2 separate regions of the Zea mays genome follow, and region 2 is linked to region 1. Evidence: chromatin contacts called from public Hi-C data. All regions are on one chromosome and are shown on one strand. Each heading gives the region's core, a stretch centred on a gene start, on an enhancer-like site or on the middle of the called end of the contact. The rest is flanking DNA. Distances are from core to core; before and after follow the strand shown.

The links. Hi-C and Micro-C count contacts between places; a contact is called where the count stands out from the background.
Region 2: a contact with region 1 is called in a Hi-C map of ear, with 2.7 times the contacts expected there. The contact joins the promoter of LOC100284535 here to the promoter of LOC100194170 in region 1. A contact is called at or near these places in 6 of 25 Hi-C or Micro-C datasets (ear, leaf, root tip and 1 more).

Annotation. Positions count from the first base shown.
Region 1 is chr4:173,619,573-173,627,442 of Zm-B73-REFERENCE-NAM-5.0, reverse strand. LOC100194170 reads left to right here and starts at 4,501. Exons shown (of 10, transcript NM_001367048.1): 1 at 4,501-4,905; 2 at 5,126-5,234; 3 at 5,329-5,368; 4 at 5,663-5,739; 5 at 5,858-5,946; 6 at 6,047-6,116; 7 at 6,232-6,270; 8 at 6,372-6,522; 9 at 6,608-6,697; 10 at 6,778-7,079. The coding sequence starts at 4,593. The coding sequence ends at 6,894. It overlaps LOC100502487 (U-box domain-containing protein 44), which reads right to left. Exons shown (of 3, transcript NM_001196965.1): 3 at 7,308-7,870. The coding sequence ends at 7,459.
Region 2 is chr4:173,808,542-173,816,411 of Zm-B73-REFERENCE-NAM-5.0, reverse strand. It overlaps LOC100284535 (phospholipase A2), which reads right to left and starts at 4,580. Exons shown (of 3, transcript NM_001157430.1): 1 at 4,417-4,580; 2 at 4,206-4,325; 3 at 3,293-3,645. The coding sequence starts at 4,543. The coding sequence ends at 3,467. It overlaps LOC100384477, which reads left to right and starts at 5,124. Exons shown (of 2, transcript NM_001177008.1): 1 at 5,124-6,711; 2 at 6,775-7,101. The coding sequence starts at 5,362. The coding sequence ends at 6,891. It overlaps LOC103654087 (sucrose synthase 6), which reads left to right. Exons shown (of 11, transcript XM_008680885.3): 8 at 1-123; 9 at 208-296; 10 at 368-391; 11 at 490-1,301. The coding sequence ends at 550.

The DNA.
Region 1 (7,870 bases), core at 3,252-5,751:
GTACATATTCATGCCATTGTCGATAAAGAAGTTGACAACATTCTTAGGAAATGTGGACCGTCAAATAAGATGCTATACATAAGGTCGATGCAAGGTCTCTGGCAGATATTATCGAAACGTCGCTACAAATGTTTTTAAGATGCTTGAAGGCATTCTTTGGCATCGTGACTGGAACAGAAGGTTCCTTTGCCTGAATTTGAGTAACTGCAGGTTCCAAGATTACGTTCAAATGCTTGCTATGGTTTGGCAAGAGCTCTAGCAGAATCTTATGAGCTCATTTACAGCGCAGCGATGGATCGAAATAACAATTATCCTGACCCAAGGTCGTTGGTTAAGCACTCTCCTGAGCAGATAAGAACTATACTGGAAATCTGAGGTCTTTGCGCTATGCATTTTGATACTATGTTAAGTAGAGGTGTTTCATGCACGAAACATTGTGATGTAAATTTCCGACTACAAGATGTGGGCTCAATTGATTACAGAAATATTGAATAAGTGGTGACTCTTTTTCTGAACTGATGTATCCGTAGCTAATGTCTCACTATCTGCTCTATCCCTTTTTACTTCATATACCAAGTTAATGTTTACTTCGCTGCTGTAATTTCGAGGTACAGCTTGTACGATTAATTGATACCAGTGGTATACAAAGCAACTATGAAAAGCATGTTAGAATAGCTTGGCTATAAAATGTGAAATATGAATAGAGAATAATGATATTTTTTTTCTTTTGGTTTCCTACTTTTCACAAATTATGAAAGATAGCGAACTATACCTAGTAATGTAAATATTTAACGGATTAAATGTACAAACGATCGTACCTTTGAATGTTTTAACAAATTCTGGGTCAAAGTGACCACATTGCAATGTTGGAGTCTGTTGAGCAGATATGGCAGTACCTAATACAATTTATCCCCTTTATTATCACTAGATAGTCATGGAAACCCTATTTAAAAATTATCTGTTGATGATGCTACCTGCGGATAATAACCTTCGTTCATTCAATAAATGCCTACGTATACGGCGAGCTTCGCCAGGAGATATAGCTGATGGGGCACAACATGCATTACTATGATCTGTTATATTTAATGTGCCATGAGCATATCATAATCTGTACAGTGGAAGGGGAAACAATTTGTGGAAGAGTAATAAGACACTTACTCCTTTTTTTCTGCTATTTGGATTAATATGCTCCATTTTGGATACCACGTTGTAAATATGGTTGTAAAATTTTTATCGTAGCAGCATACGCTGCCTATGATATGATTCTGCAGTTTACTAAGACTATGTAAATTAACTATATGATTTATACATATAATCATATGTCTATATACGAATGCGGTAGATGAATCATAAGATAGTCTTGTACACAAGATTGATGTGCATTGGGCATATTAAAAAAAACTAGAATGATATCTCTTATTTTTAAAAGTGTTGTGTGCTTAGGATTAAAAAATGTGGTCTGAGCCAAAACGAACACTACGTTTTTCTTTCTTTTTTTTGGTAAAAGAAGAGTACATATCTATATAATTATGGGAACATGTGGAATTGAAACGGTTTGAAATAAAGCAGTGTTTATTTATGATTAGGCGAAGATACTTACTTCGCTTCTTGTATGTTATTCATGTATGTTATTCATACTAGACAATCGATATAGACAATCTATATGTGTGTATATATCCAGATATCTTTGTATATATGAAAACATAGTGACACTAATCTCTTATGTTATTTTTAGGGAAAAAATCTGAGACATACATTCCGTATGTGTGTACATATAATTGTATATTTATGCTTCTATTTATGTATATCCATGGTTATCTAATTTAGTTGTGTACTTTACAGTTAGTGTATTAACTAATATGGCCACTGCCTAACAAATGTTCTTTGAAAAAAATTCCTTTAATTTAATGAACCGAGTACATCAAACAATCAGGCCACTGCTTAACATATGAAATAAGATAGAAAATCCATTTGCAATATTGTAGACAATTGAATTAGTAGGGAAGACATTTCTACTATATGAATGCAGAAGAACCATCATTCTCATATGTAACAAATTGATTTGTACGCAAATTTGTAGGGAAGGCAAAATGCAATTACCTCCTTAGATAGATGGTGGGTGGATGATAATTCTTGCGCGTACCGGTATCACCAAGAAAGGACAAGATTCCTGATAAAAACAATTGGCAAGTACAATGTTAACCCCATCTGGAAAACATAATGATAACACTCATATTCTTTTAATGTAAACATAATGCTTATACTCCAATTATATTGACGAATTCTACAAAATATAAAGCAAGCTATTTTGAAGCAGGGGCTGTAGGAAGACCTGCTTCCGCATCTGAAAATTGCACTACATAAGAAAGGGATTAAACTCTAAACTGTAAATCCCCATATAAAAAAATTAAACCATAAGAAAGGGGTTTCTGGAATGATGAAACCCAAAAGATGATCAATGCCATTTGTACATATAGGGAAAAAAATCAAAGAAACAATTTAGAGCGCTGGTATAAACCTAGAACCCAATGTTGATTCCCTTGTACTGACATAAACAAACAACTAATTTAGGTGGTTGCGAAGCAGAGGAAACACACAAGCACAAGGAGATAAAGCTTTTTTTGTGAGTACAGGCGAAATTAGCTCATGGTAGTACCACATTTAGTATCAAAGACAATATAAGTGCAGCATTTAGGAGCAACCCTTTGTTTGTCGACGCATAAAAGACGTTTATGAACCAAATCGATAAAAGCATTGGTGCATAGGGGAAGGCAGCATGAACACTACATGTGCAGTTAACCAATAATTTGTTTTTATCCTATTTTAGGTTCAGCTAAAAGCTTTTATATGTTACAACAGATAATGAACACTACATGGATGTAGTGCAAGACATCCTCATCCGTCACTTGCACGGTTGGGTGGGACTTGAGGCTGACAGTCGCTTTGCTGACCTAAAATCACTGAGCTGAAACCTCCAAAGGGTAATAAGAAAGGATGCTTTGTCTGTGACTCATGGGCAATACAACAAACATCAGGGCATGACAAGGCGCCACCAGCCTAAATCATGTCCCCCATGTTCAGCAACCAATATTAGAATATTGGTTCATCTGTCAAATGAAGGCATTCAAACATGTTCGTGGCTCTCTGTTTGAACTGATATAAAAAAAACAAGAATAAACACAGGATTCCCCCATGTTTGAACTGATCAAGAATCTAAACCCAACAGCATGCTATAGGCATACTCATGTGTGCCTTTCAGGAGGGGAGCCTACTTTTTACCCCTTGTTGGAAAAGACTGACAACCACAATTGAACATATAATTAGCAGACAGGGTTAATGATTAGCAGACAGAGTTAGAGACCTACAAATTGATTTAGAATAAATAAGACCCCTTGCTGGAAAAGACTGACAGCCACAATTGAACATATAATTAGCAGACAGGGTTAATGATTACCAGACAGAGTTAGAGACCTACAAATTGATTTAGAATAAATAAGAGTTAATAAGTTCCAGCTGGAGTTTCCTATGAACCCAACGCTTGTATAGAAGCTGACATTGAAGTCATTTTTTTATAGCTCAGCACCGTAGAAGGCAGGAGTATCATCTGGCAGCTCAGCGAGGAGGGAACCCATATTACAGAACGACGGGTTCAGTTTCATCGCCGGTATCATCTGGCAGCTCAGCGAGCGCAAGGAGGATCAGCGGCCATCGGTGATATGCGCCCGCACTGGAACTCCGTCCAGCAAAGGTGAGCGGCGACCGGAGCAGAAGAATCGGAGTTCACAACTGGGAACGTCGTGCAGAACGGCGCACCATCCTAGCTATGGTTTTAGGGGCGAGGTTAGGATAGATTTCGAGAGGATTTCTATGAATACGATTCGCTGTCACACATCCGCCAGTACAAACATGAAGCTGAGCAAAGATCTAGCAGGCAGAGGATACGAACCCTAGAACCAAGAACGCAGCCAAAAGCTGAAAGGCGTAATGATGCCGAACCGTATAAAATCCAGCGCGGTTGCAATGGCAGAGGGAGCGAGGTCGGAACAAACCTGTAGCGCTCGGCGTGAAGAGGAAGCGGCGACGGAGTAGGCGACGACGCCGAGGAGAAGCTCCGCGCGGGGTCAAAGCGAGCTAACGCGAGGGAGAGTGCCGCCGAAGCATCCAGAGGCATAGAGAGATGGGATTTTTTACAAGAAAATCCAAGAGACTGTATGACGCTTGATTACGAATCTAACGGCCTGAAAAATTTACGCCGACGTGGACACCTCGTTTCTTACCGGGTTTGTAATATAGGAAATTGGATTGGTGTCAGCGAGGGATGGAATGTGATCAATTCTAGGCTGACTATATCCTTATTTTTAGGGATGACCTTCTTATTCATTATTTTTAATAAATATTTCTTAACCCTGATTCTAGATCTCCAAACCAAACGCGAGTCAAGTGACAATGATCCCAATTCCCATCCCTCTTCGTCAAGATCCAACGGCCACAATCCTCATCCTCGTCTCACCAGTCAGCACAGGCACGGTGTGCTTTGACCGCTACCCTCGATCCCCCGATAGCAGCAGCAGCAGCAGATCCTCGGCGGCGACATGGACACCCCCACGGCGAAGGCGGCATGGAACGCCAACTACGGCGTCGTCGGCAGTGGGGACCGTCGTCTTGCCTTCTCCCGCCAACTCTCCTCCAACGCCACCACGCCGCGCCTCGCTCGGTCCGACTCCTCCATCTCCATGCCCGCCCCCCTTCCCCTTCCCCCAGTCTACGAGGGGCCCAAGCCCAGCAGGAAGCTACTCCGCCTCGCCACGGCCAGCCGCCCCATGCGCCGCCTCGCCCTCCTCCTCGCCCTCAACGTTGCCTACTCTGCCACCGAGTTCGCCATCGGCCTCTTCACCGGACGCGTAGGTATTGCATCAACAAGGGCTCCATGACTCAGATTACGACATAGTTAATTGATCCTAGGGCTTCGTCAATCGATTCATTCCAAGCACTTCTGCATGCTGATACTGCATCCTATAAACTATTATTGCATCCTACATCTACTACTCGGTCTATCTGTTTCATTTATGCTGCTGGATGGAAGAGGAATTCAGAGCAGTGCTTACAGGTGCCCTTTGTTTTGCAGGCTTAGTTTCAGATGCTTTCCATCTCACCTTTGGATGCGGCTTGTTAACTTTCTCATTGTTTGCTATGGCTGCATCCCGAACCAAGCCTGATAACCTCTACACCTATGGGCCAGTCTCCTCATTCCCTCCCGCCTTTCAGGCTCTATTTCTGTTCGTCTGTGCACTAATTCACACTCACTTATTGTTGTCTGCTTTCTTTCAGGTACAAGCGATTGGAGGTTCTGGCTGCCTTTACAAATGCTGTAAGCTTCCAAAACCTTCCATCTTATGGATACGTGTGCATACATTTGTACAGAGTTCTCCCAGATTAATAATGTACAAGCCCATCTTTCAAGTTTATGTTAAACATTTGTTTGATGATAGAGCTGAAATTCATCCATGGTTTACATCTTTGCTTGGTTATCACGTGTAATGTCCCTACTCCCTACAACTTGCCGGAAAAAAACACCCTGTTTGTATTACACTTTTAACCCTTTCTGTCCTTTTGCTTTGTGCTAACATTTTGACCACCACCCTATGGTTCTTTATGTAGACAGCTGTTTCTATTGTTCCTGTCTTTCTCCTTGGCTGTTGAAGCATTACATGCATTTATGCAAGATGAATCGGAGCACAAGTAAGTGCCATTTATGTCAAATGTCTTCAGATGGGATGGTAGCTGTTTCTGCTGTTACTAGTCTTTCTCCACTGCCTTTTCATGCTGACACCTTATCTTCTAAAAAACTGTCTTCCAGGCATTATCTGATTGTTTCTGCTGTCACCAATCTTTTGGTTAATTTACTTGGTGTTTGGTTCTTCCGGAACTACGCTCGTGTTAACATAGGTACGGGAAGCAACTTATATCCTGTTGCTTCTGGTGCAAATGGAGATTTGTACTTGTTTCCCTGCAAGGGTTGTAAATTAAACAGAATTATGATTGGCAGTTTACAGGAATGCAGAGGATATGAATTACCACTCGGTCTGTTTGCATGTGTTGGCAGATTCAATACGGAGGTACATGCATTCCCAGGCATTGTTGGACTCTTCCCTTGTGCACATTATACTTTTGTACCTTGCTGGTTGCCACACGTTGATATTGATTGACTGACGCTTGTTATTTCTTTCACAGTGCAGGCTTGATACTAGCTTCTTGGTTTCTTTCATTGGGGTAAAATCTATTTTTTTTACTATTTTCACGTTTCCTGTGCTTCCCATTTATCATGGTGACTTGTGGCCATCTGTTTATTCCTTTTGTGCTACTACCCGTAGGATTGAGAATGCTGAGGTTCTGTGCCTGGGAATCGTCTCAGTGGCAGTGTTTATGCTTGTTTTGCCGTTATTTAAAGCTACTGGTAATATCCTACTGCAAATCGCACCTAGCAATGTGCCACCTTCAGCCTTTACAAAGTGCTCGAGACAGGTAAACAAGGCCTCAGGTAGTCGTTCATTTGGTTCAAAAAGAAAATGCACTTAAGACGCATGAGCAAGTGATAGATATTCTCCAGATTGCTGCTTGTGAAGATGTCTCCGAAGTATGGCAAGGTCGATTCTGGGAGCTTGTTCCTGGTCAGGCAGTTGGATCTCTCTCCATTAGGGTAAAACCCTTGACACAGAGCTGCAAAGTCCATCATTTGCACTGAAGCATTCCTGACGTTGCTTGTTTTGCGCTGTATAGGTGAAGAGCGGCGCTGACGACCGGGCAGTCCTTGAATACACGCATGGTTTATATCAGGATTTGGGCATACAGGATCTGACGGTCCAAACTGATGAGTTTGTAGGGCCTGTTAGTTAGACGGTAGGGGTTCTATCCCAGCTTCACGAAAGTGTTGTTTTCAGTTTTTTTTTCCTACCAAGTAGTTTCTTTCGCAACCGTGTCTATCTAAACACTGTTTTTTTATTAAGTTCATCTCACAACAAAAAGTTTTTTCACAGCTATTTTCTCCGAGAAGACAAACGGTTATAAAAATAGGTTCATCGAAAAAGCTATTTTTGGAGTCAAAGCTAACAAAGATCGGTTCACTACCAAAGAGGACTTATTAGTTATTGTTTCTGAGCTCCACATACATGAACATTTTTAGTCACGAACTTATTAGTTATTGTTTCTGAGCTCCACATACATGACACTGACACGCTGCTCACTGCATACGACATGTTAGAATAGATCAGTGTTGTGCTGACATTGTGTGATGAATCAAAATACCAATTGGATGATGCTAGTTTATAAAACACAAGACACATACACATACATGGTGGGTATGTACACGAAGAGAAAGAAGGTAACAGGCAAATCTATGTTCCATGAACAAACAAATGGAAGGAAGGGGAAGGAACTGCTGCAAGAAAACAAACGCAAGGATCATGCCCTGCCTTTGGCCTGGTGGAAGGCGCTGGAGAAGTTGGGGATCCTGTCCAGGTGGCGGAGCGCGCGCTCCGCCGTCTGCCGCGTGCGGACGTCGCCGTTGCGGTAGGCCTCCACCAGAACGGACGCCACGGTCTGGTCGGCCGCCACCTCCAGCGCGATGTCCTCGACGCGCAGGATGCGCTCCACGGCCCACACCGCCCGCCGCTGCAGCGCCTCCGTCCGGTTCTCCACCAGTACCTCCACCACGGGGCGCAGCCCCTCCGCCTCCCCGATCACCAGCACCCCCTCCGTCGCGTTGGCCACGCCGTCCCCCAGCAGCGTCGACAGCGCCGCTAGCGCCGCCTCCACCACGCGGGGATCCGCATGCTCTAGGCACGCCACCAGCCGCTCCACCGCCTTGCACCCG
Region 2 (7,870 bases), core at 3,331-5,830, 190 kb before region 1:
TATGCAACCAAAGTTCTGAACATGGGGTCCATGTATGGCTTCTGGAGGACTCTGGATAAACAAGAGAAGCAGGACAAACAGCATTACCTAAACATGTTCTACAACCTTCATTATAGGAAGCTGGTGAGTCAAGGACCATTAATAGCTGGAGTAGGATTCTCATTGTGTTTTCAAGGTGCAAAATTTTAACTTCATTGATGTTTTCAGGCAAATACGGTGCCAAAAGTGGGCGAACAGCCTGAGCAAGCTACGGCAGCGGCATTGCCTGATAGGTCGGCAACAAGGCCAAAAGAAAGGCAAGTGTATCCACTCTTAAAAATTTACTGAAGAAGCAACTGAACTGACTGACCGATGGTTTGTTGTGCAGAGGGACACAGATAAGGATTCAAAGGTGAGAGCTTATCATGCTGCAGCTGCAAAGAACAATCATTTGATACAATTAATAATACATGATAAACGCTGTGTCTGTCTTAACTCTGAACCCTGCAGAACTGTGAGCAACTTACTTGGACCAGTGCTTCCAGCCTCCCATCTCTCGGATGCTGCCTGAATTGAGGGGCTATCCTGACCAAAACCAGATGTGTGCCCGAGTGATAATCTGTTTCCTCCTTTTTTTTCCTCATAACTGTCATTGACTGCGAAAGATGTAAATGGAAAATAAGTAAATAAATGTGTTAAAAACAGTAAATAAAATAAAATAGTAGATGTCCATGATGATTGTGAAAGCAATAGGTACTGGCCAGAGTTGCAAGCTGCCCGTGACATGAACCATCACCAACCTGGCACAAGCAATACTTGCCAGTAGTCCCTGGAAGAGGGGATAGCTTACCGATCGATACAGAGCAGGTGCACCTTGCATAACTGCACATATGAATATGATGCAAGTTAGAAAAATAGTGTTCCAAAAGGTAATTTCACCAGAGAAATAAGCACTTACGTGTAACAGAGGTTGTTTGTAAGAGTCTGCAACTCATCAGCAGAGAAGTTGTTTTCATCCCACAAGACATGATAATGAGCTGGACAGCTAGTGCCCTTACATGGGGTAGGTAAATGATGACTTGTATGTAAGATAGAACGATATTATCTGACAGACCAGGTGCAAGCAAATCATGGCTAGATTAGGTATCCGCATAGGTTTTTTTAAGGGGATAAAATTAGAGGCTTAGTTTAGAAGCGAAAATTAGAAGTCTTAATTCATCACCCTCTTAGGCGTCCATATTTCTTTCAATAGTGACTTCATTCTTTAACTGAACGATGTTTTCTTTGTGCTTTCTATGAGAAAGAATATGATTTTTATATCATGGTTAATGACAAGAACATTTACTGTCATTTTGGGAACAGAAATTGTATCATTAAGTTCAATAAAATTGATGTTGGTCTTGCCATCAGACAAGACAAATTTTATTTACTTAATTACGATCATATGAGTGAGATAAATACATCTTCCTCTATGAATATGTGTGATGTAAGCATTAAGCGAAAGCAAGATCAAAATCAATCGTCGTTGAAATTGTAGCATTGTTGTTTAGGCCATATATTGAGGGGGGGGGGGGATTAAACGGAATAATTAAAGAAGAAAATTCTCTATCCATTATACTTTTTATGTTCTGACCATTGCGTAGACTACATTAAAAGAAAGTACATGAAACAAATTAAGAAAGATGCTAAGTGAAACATGTGAGTTTTAGAAATAATTCATACGGATATTTGTGATCATTCTTCTGTGAATACAGTCGATGATTTTCATTCATTCATTCATTACTTTTAGTGATGATTTCTCGTGTTATGAGTATATTTATCCAGTTAATGAATGGTCAGAAGCATTATAAAAACTTAAGATATTTAAACTAAAATTGAGAATCAACATGATTTACAAAATAGTAAGATCAGACCGTGGTAAATACTACATGAAACACGCCCATTATGGTCGAGTTCTTAGACCGTTTGTAAGGTTTAGTAGCCCATTATTCAATGCATGGTGACACTCTGCAGAATAAAATGTCTGAAAGGCACAAACACACCCTGATATATATATATAGTAAAAGGCATGATAAGTTACTCCACTTTGTTGATTAGCTTATGGATGGAGACACTAAAAAATACTGCTCATATCCTTAATTGAGTTCCCTGTAAATCAGCGCCTAAAACACTAAGACCCCGTTTGTTTCGTTGGAATTGAATTCCATTTTAATAATTATAATTTAGACAAAACTAATTAAATTTATATATTTATATATGTAATATATTTGTATATTATCCTAAATCATATGTGAGAGATAGTTATATAGTACATTTATGTTATAGCGAAGCAAGTAGAAGAGTGTGCTATAAGTTGTACATCGGAAAAATAACATGTAAATCTATAGAATCAATTTCCATATCTCACCCCATGAATTTGAGATAGGCTTATATGATAACTTTGGAAAGTGGTGGAATGTAACATTCTAAAAAATAGCCTATTCTATTAGTAAGATTCAAATTCCTTAAAATGAAAGCAAACAAACGGGGCCTAAATGAATTATGGACTAGAAGAAACATCTCGAGTCTCGGGCTAAATAACCTACTCTTCCTCCGATCTGTAAAGATGAATTTCAATACCTTGTTCTTATATGAGTTTCATGAGTACGATCTAGACTATACTTATTTTATCAGGTTTTTTTCGCATAGCGAGTAGAGGAATAGTTTATAGTTTTGGAACCACCTGAGCAGGAATCGCTGATCCACCTTCACTTGTTTCCTCTGGCTCCTCACTAAGGCCCCGTTCGGCAGCCCAGGATCCAAGCCAGGTCAGTAACAAAGCCAGCCCAGGATCGAGTGAATCATGGGTTGTCACTCATTCCTGTCACCAGCCCGTTTCCAGATCAGGAACCAAACCAGAAGGTAGGTCACCTGGACTCGTTCCAGGCCGAGGATTGAGGGATGGGAATCAAAATCAGGCGGGTTTGTTTCCGGCCCAGGTCAAAACGAACAACTCTAGCAGACTGGACCAGATTCTAAACCAGGTTGATTCGTTCCTCCTGGAATGAGGCAGGGAATGGGCTTATCCGGCCAAAACGAACGAGGCCTAAATTATTTGCATGTGTGAGGTTGTCCATCAAAAACTAAAATATTTAAGCCAGTAAGTTGTCATTTTATTGGTTGTCCCGAAAGATCGAAGGAATATCGTGTCTTGATCGATATACTAAGTTTATAGGATTAGAGGATGGTATGATTAGGGAAAAAGGGTCTTGACGAGAATGCGTTCTTAGAAAATGATATTAGCACTAAAAACTATTCAAGCTACAGAAAATAAACTGAAGTCTTTTCCTTTCTTTTTCAATTTGGCAGAAGAAAGATAAGCTATGCATCCCTCTGACTTCGATGAAACAACAGTAATCATATGGAAGCAAATTCTATTCTTCAGTGGAGTATATAAATATTTCCGTGAGAATAAATCAACATGCAGCTGAGGCGGAGCTAGCTAACGCTAGAGTTCCACCTTCTGGGTGCCCAACTGGCTAAGGATGATGGCCATATCCATCCCCTGAGTCATTGTAGCCATAGCCATCTCGTACGGGCATTTCTTGGAGAAGCCAACCTTGCCTGCCTTTTTCACTTTCCTCATGCAGTTTTTGAATTTCTCATGGCATTTCACGCTCATCATACCTAGCAGAGAATGATAAATCAAAACAAGAGAAAAGCTACATCAGCTCAGGAACTGCAGGTGAATAAAAGTCAAAAACTATTTTGAGTTGGTGTGGGGATACCATATCCTCATGCTAATCCGCTGTTGATCACTATTTTCATTTCTATTCCCATCAGGCTGAGGCTGAGTGACTGACTGATTACATGTAATGTTCAGGTTGGGAGAATAACTGTGGTCATCCTTTTCGTGGATGGTAAATGCAAAATTTTGTGGTAATGGTGCTTGAAGGCACTGCATTCCAACCACACCACAAGCAGAAAATAAATAAAGAAAACTGACTCTATTCTTCAATATTTGTTACCGGCTAGTTTATTTTTTTTAACTAAAACGCGACAAATAAAAAAAACGGAGTGAGCAAGTGTAGTGATCAGATTGCAACGCGAAATCAAATCCAATGAAAAATTCCTTTGCTACCGATGAGTTGCAAGCTAGGAACTTGATCATGATCCATCCACCCATCTCACTCAGACCCTAATTAACGAGCACAACAAACGCAGGCCGGGGATGAAGGAAACGTAACCTTTCCTCTCGACGCAGCGGTCGTGGTCGCGGCAGCAGGCGTCGAGGTCGTCGCAGGGCTCCTCGCCGTCGCAGCCGCTCCAGCCCACGCCGCAGTACTTGCCGTAGCGGATCCCGAGGGCTGCAGCAAAGAAGCGTTACAAAACAGGAACCGGACCAGATCGCCCGCCGCCCCGATGGAACCGATGAGGATGAGACGGGGAGCCACGCACAGTCGCAGTTGAGGGCCGCGCACGAGCGGCTGCACGGCGGGGGCTGGGGTGCCGAGGAAGCGGAGGCGAGGGCGACGGCGAGGAGGATGGCGAGGAGCGCCCGGCGCGGCGACATCGCCTCGTACATGTTCTCCCGTTGACCGGATTGGTTGGATGGCCAGGATGGGTCAGGTCTTGGCTGACTAGGCGTCCAGGTGAAAGTCATGGTGTGGGCCGCAACTGTCAGTGAGACGTCTGGCGCGTGTGCTCGTTCGTTGTGCTCGCGCACTGAGTCTGAGCTATGGCGACGCATGCATGTCCTTCTTCTTCCCTGTCCCTGTAATGTATACGTGCTTGCTGCTCATCACCCAGCAAGCAAGCTGTCCTACCTATATATATCCAGGCCAGCTTGTATTGCGTCGTCATCCTCAATTCCCGCCGGAGCTTACGACGAATTTGTTTGCCTCCGCTCCCCCATTCCGTCATTCCCATCCTGTCGTCGCCGTCCCTTCCCGAGCTTTTCTCTCCACCAACCCTCCTCCCATCCTCCACCAGAGAGATATCAGTTTAGTGCTTGATTAAGCAAGGATCCATCGTCCGTCGCCGTCGTTTAAGGATCGACCGATCATCGGTGGTGAGGAGCGAGCCCGGGATCGATCGATCGATCAAAAATCCATCGGCGGCGGCGCTCACCCGGCCGGTCCCGTGTCGATCGTCCGAATTGAATGACAACGACGACGAGCTAGGACGGCAGCAGCAATGCCGGCGCCCGGCGCTGTTCTATTTTGATCCCAGGCCCAGCGATGCATTGGTACGGTCACCACCGACTGCTATTGGTACGGTCACCACCACCACAGCAGCAACAGCATCGCCCTGTCGTCGTCGTCCCTGTCCCTCCCCGCCTGCAGCAGCACTAGCAGCATCACCTACTCCTGCCACCTGCAGCAGCAGCGGCATCGTCGCACCATGGGCGGTCACCAGCTGCACCTGTCGTCCCCGACCGCGGTGCTGGGCCACGTCACCCCGGCGCTGCGCGACCTCTACGCGGTGGGGCGCAAGCTCGGGCAGGGGCAGTTCGGCACCACGTACCTGTGCACGGAGCTGTCCACGGGCGCCGCCTTCGCCTGCAAGTCCATCGCCAAGCGCAAGCTGCTCACCCCCGAGGACGTCGACGACGTGCGGCGCGAGATCCAGATCATGCACCACCTCGCCGGCCACAAGAGCGTCGTCACCATCAAGGGCGCCTACGAGGACCCGCTCTACGTCCACATCGTGATGGAGCTCTGCGAGGGCGGCGAGCTCTTCGACCGCATCGTCGACAGGGGGTACTTCTCCGAGCGCAAGGCCGCCGAGATCGCGCGCGTCATCGTCGGCGTCGTGGAGGCGTGCCACTCGCTGGGCGTCATGCACCGGGACCTCAAGCCCGAGAACTTCTTGCTCAAGGACAGGGGCCACGACGCGTCGCTCAAGGCCATCGACTTCGGCCTCTCCGTCTTCTTCAAGCCCGGCCAGGTGTTCACCGACGTGGTGGGCTCCCCCTACTACGTGGCGCCGGAGGTGCTGTGCAAGCACTACGGGCCCGAGGCGGACGTGTGGACGGCGGGGGTCATCGTGTACATCCTCCTCAGCGGGGTGCCGCCGTTCTGGGCGGAGACGCAGCAGGGCATCTTCGACGCCGTGCTGAAGGGGGCCATCGACTTCGACTCGGAGCCGTGGCCGGCCATCTCCGACAGCGCCAAGGACCTGATCCGCCGAATGCTGCGGTCGCCGCCGGCGGACAGGCTGAGCGCGCACCAGGTGCTGTGCCACCCGTGGATCTGCGAGAACGGGGTGGCCCCGGACAGGGCGCTGGACCCGGCGGTGCTGACGCGGCTGAAGCAGTTCTCGGCCATGAACAGGCTGAAGAAGATGGCGCTGCGGGTCATCTCGCAGAGCCTGTCGGAGGAGGAGCTGGCGGGGCTGAAGGAGATGTTCAAGGCCATGGACACGGACGGCAGCGGCGCCATCACCTTCGACGAGCTGAAGGAGGGGCTGAAGAGGCACGGGTCCAAGGACCTCAGGGAGAGCGAGATCAGGGACCTGATGGACGCCGCCGACGTGGACAAGAGCGGCAGCATCGACTACGACGAGTTCATCGCCGCCACCGTGCACATGAGCAAGCTGGAGCGCGAGGAGCACCTGCTCGCGGCATTCGCCTACTTCGACAAGGACGGCAGCGGATACATCACCGTCGACGAGCTGGAGCAGGCGTGCAGGGAGCACAACATGGCCGACGTCGGCCTCGACGACATCATCACAGAGGTGGACCAGGACAACGTACGTGAGGATCGCATCATATTGTCCCATTGGTGATCGGACTTGACTGACTGACTCATGCAGGATGGCCGCATCGACTACGGCGAGTTCGTGGCAATGATGAAGAAGGGCATCATCGGCCACGGCAGGCTCACCATGAGGCACACCTCTGACGGCAGCGTCCTCCATGGCGCCGGCTAGCTGCTGCTACCTCGCTCATCGATCTTCAAAATGCTAGCTTGCTGCATCTTCACCTGCCTTCAAAATTCTACATACAAATTTAACAACGAACTCCATATACGTATATTGTTTATATATGCATGGTCGGGCAAGAGTAGTGTCGTCGTCGACTCCTTTTGTTGTCATTTCCTTTTTTTTTTTCTGTTTTCAAGAGTCAAGACCCACCCACCCGTGGAAACTGATGACTCATCAAGCCTCGTTCATATATAGGCTGTCTATTCTACAAATTAAAGTTATCATTACCAAATCAGATATAGATAATTTTGAGAATTGTAAATAAGGATCATACCTTCAAGTTCTTGGCTCTTGGCCTTGACTTCAAGAGTTTGGGCCGGGCTTCAAGATCATCCCTCATCTTTTGGACCTAGCTAGCTGCTAGCCTGGTAGTTGTATCTAGATGGCAAATAACGCTTGATGATATAAATTATTATTATTAATTGATATAGTCGAGACAATGGTTACTTGCCTCTTGGGGGCTGAGGTAGCTAGAAGAACGGAGGACTCGGCCAGCGCGCTGGAAGGCAGAGTCATCTCGCCGCCAGCTGACTCTTGGTTCGATAGGCACTAGTAGCAGCTCGACCCTCATCTCTAGGGGCTTCAAAACCCCAATAGGAGGCATCAGTAGAGGTGGGTCGACCATCCAAATCATCCATCGATACTCTCGTATAGTAACATTCAAAACATGTTCATTCATATATTTTCAATAAAAATAATAAATACGATGTTGCCGTACCTTGAAGATATTTCTTCTCTTCTCTATGGGGTTGAAGATCCTCTGGAGATAAATATTCACCGAGTCCTCGTTGCACATATTATATATATGGACCGTCGATGGTCCTCATTGACTCGGGGCGTACTTAAAAACATAATTTCGAGATTGTAGAACTGTTAGTTAGAGAGAATCCGACTTGTAACCCTAAAACCATCAGCATATATACGG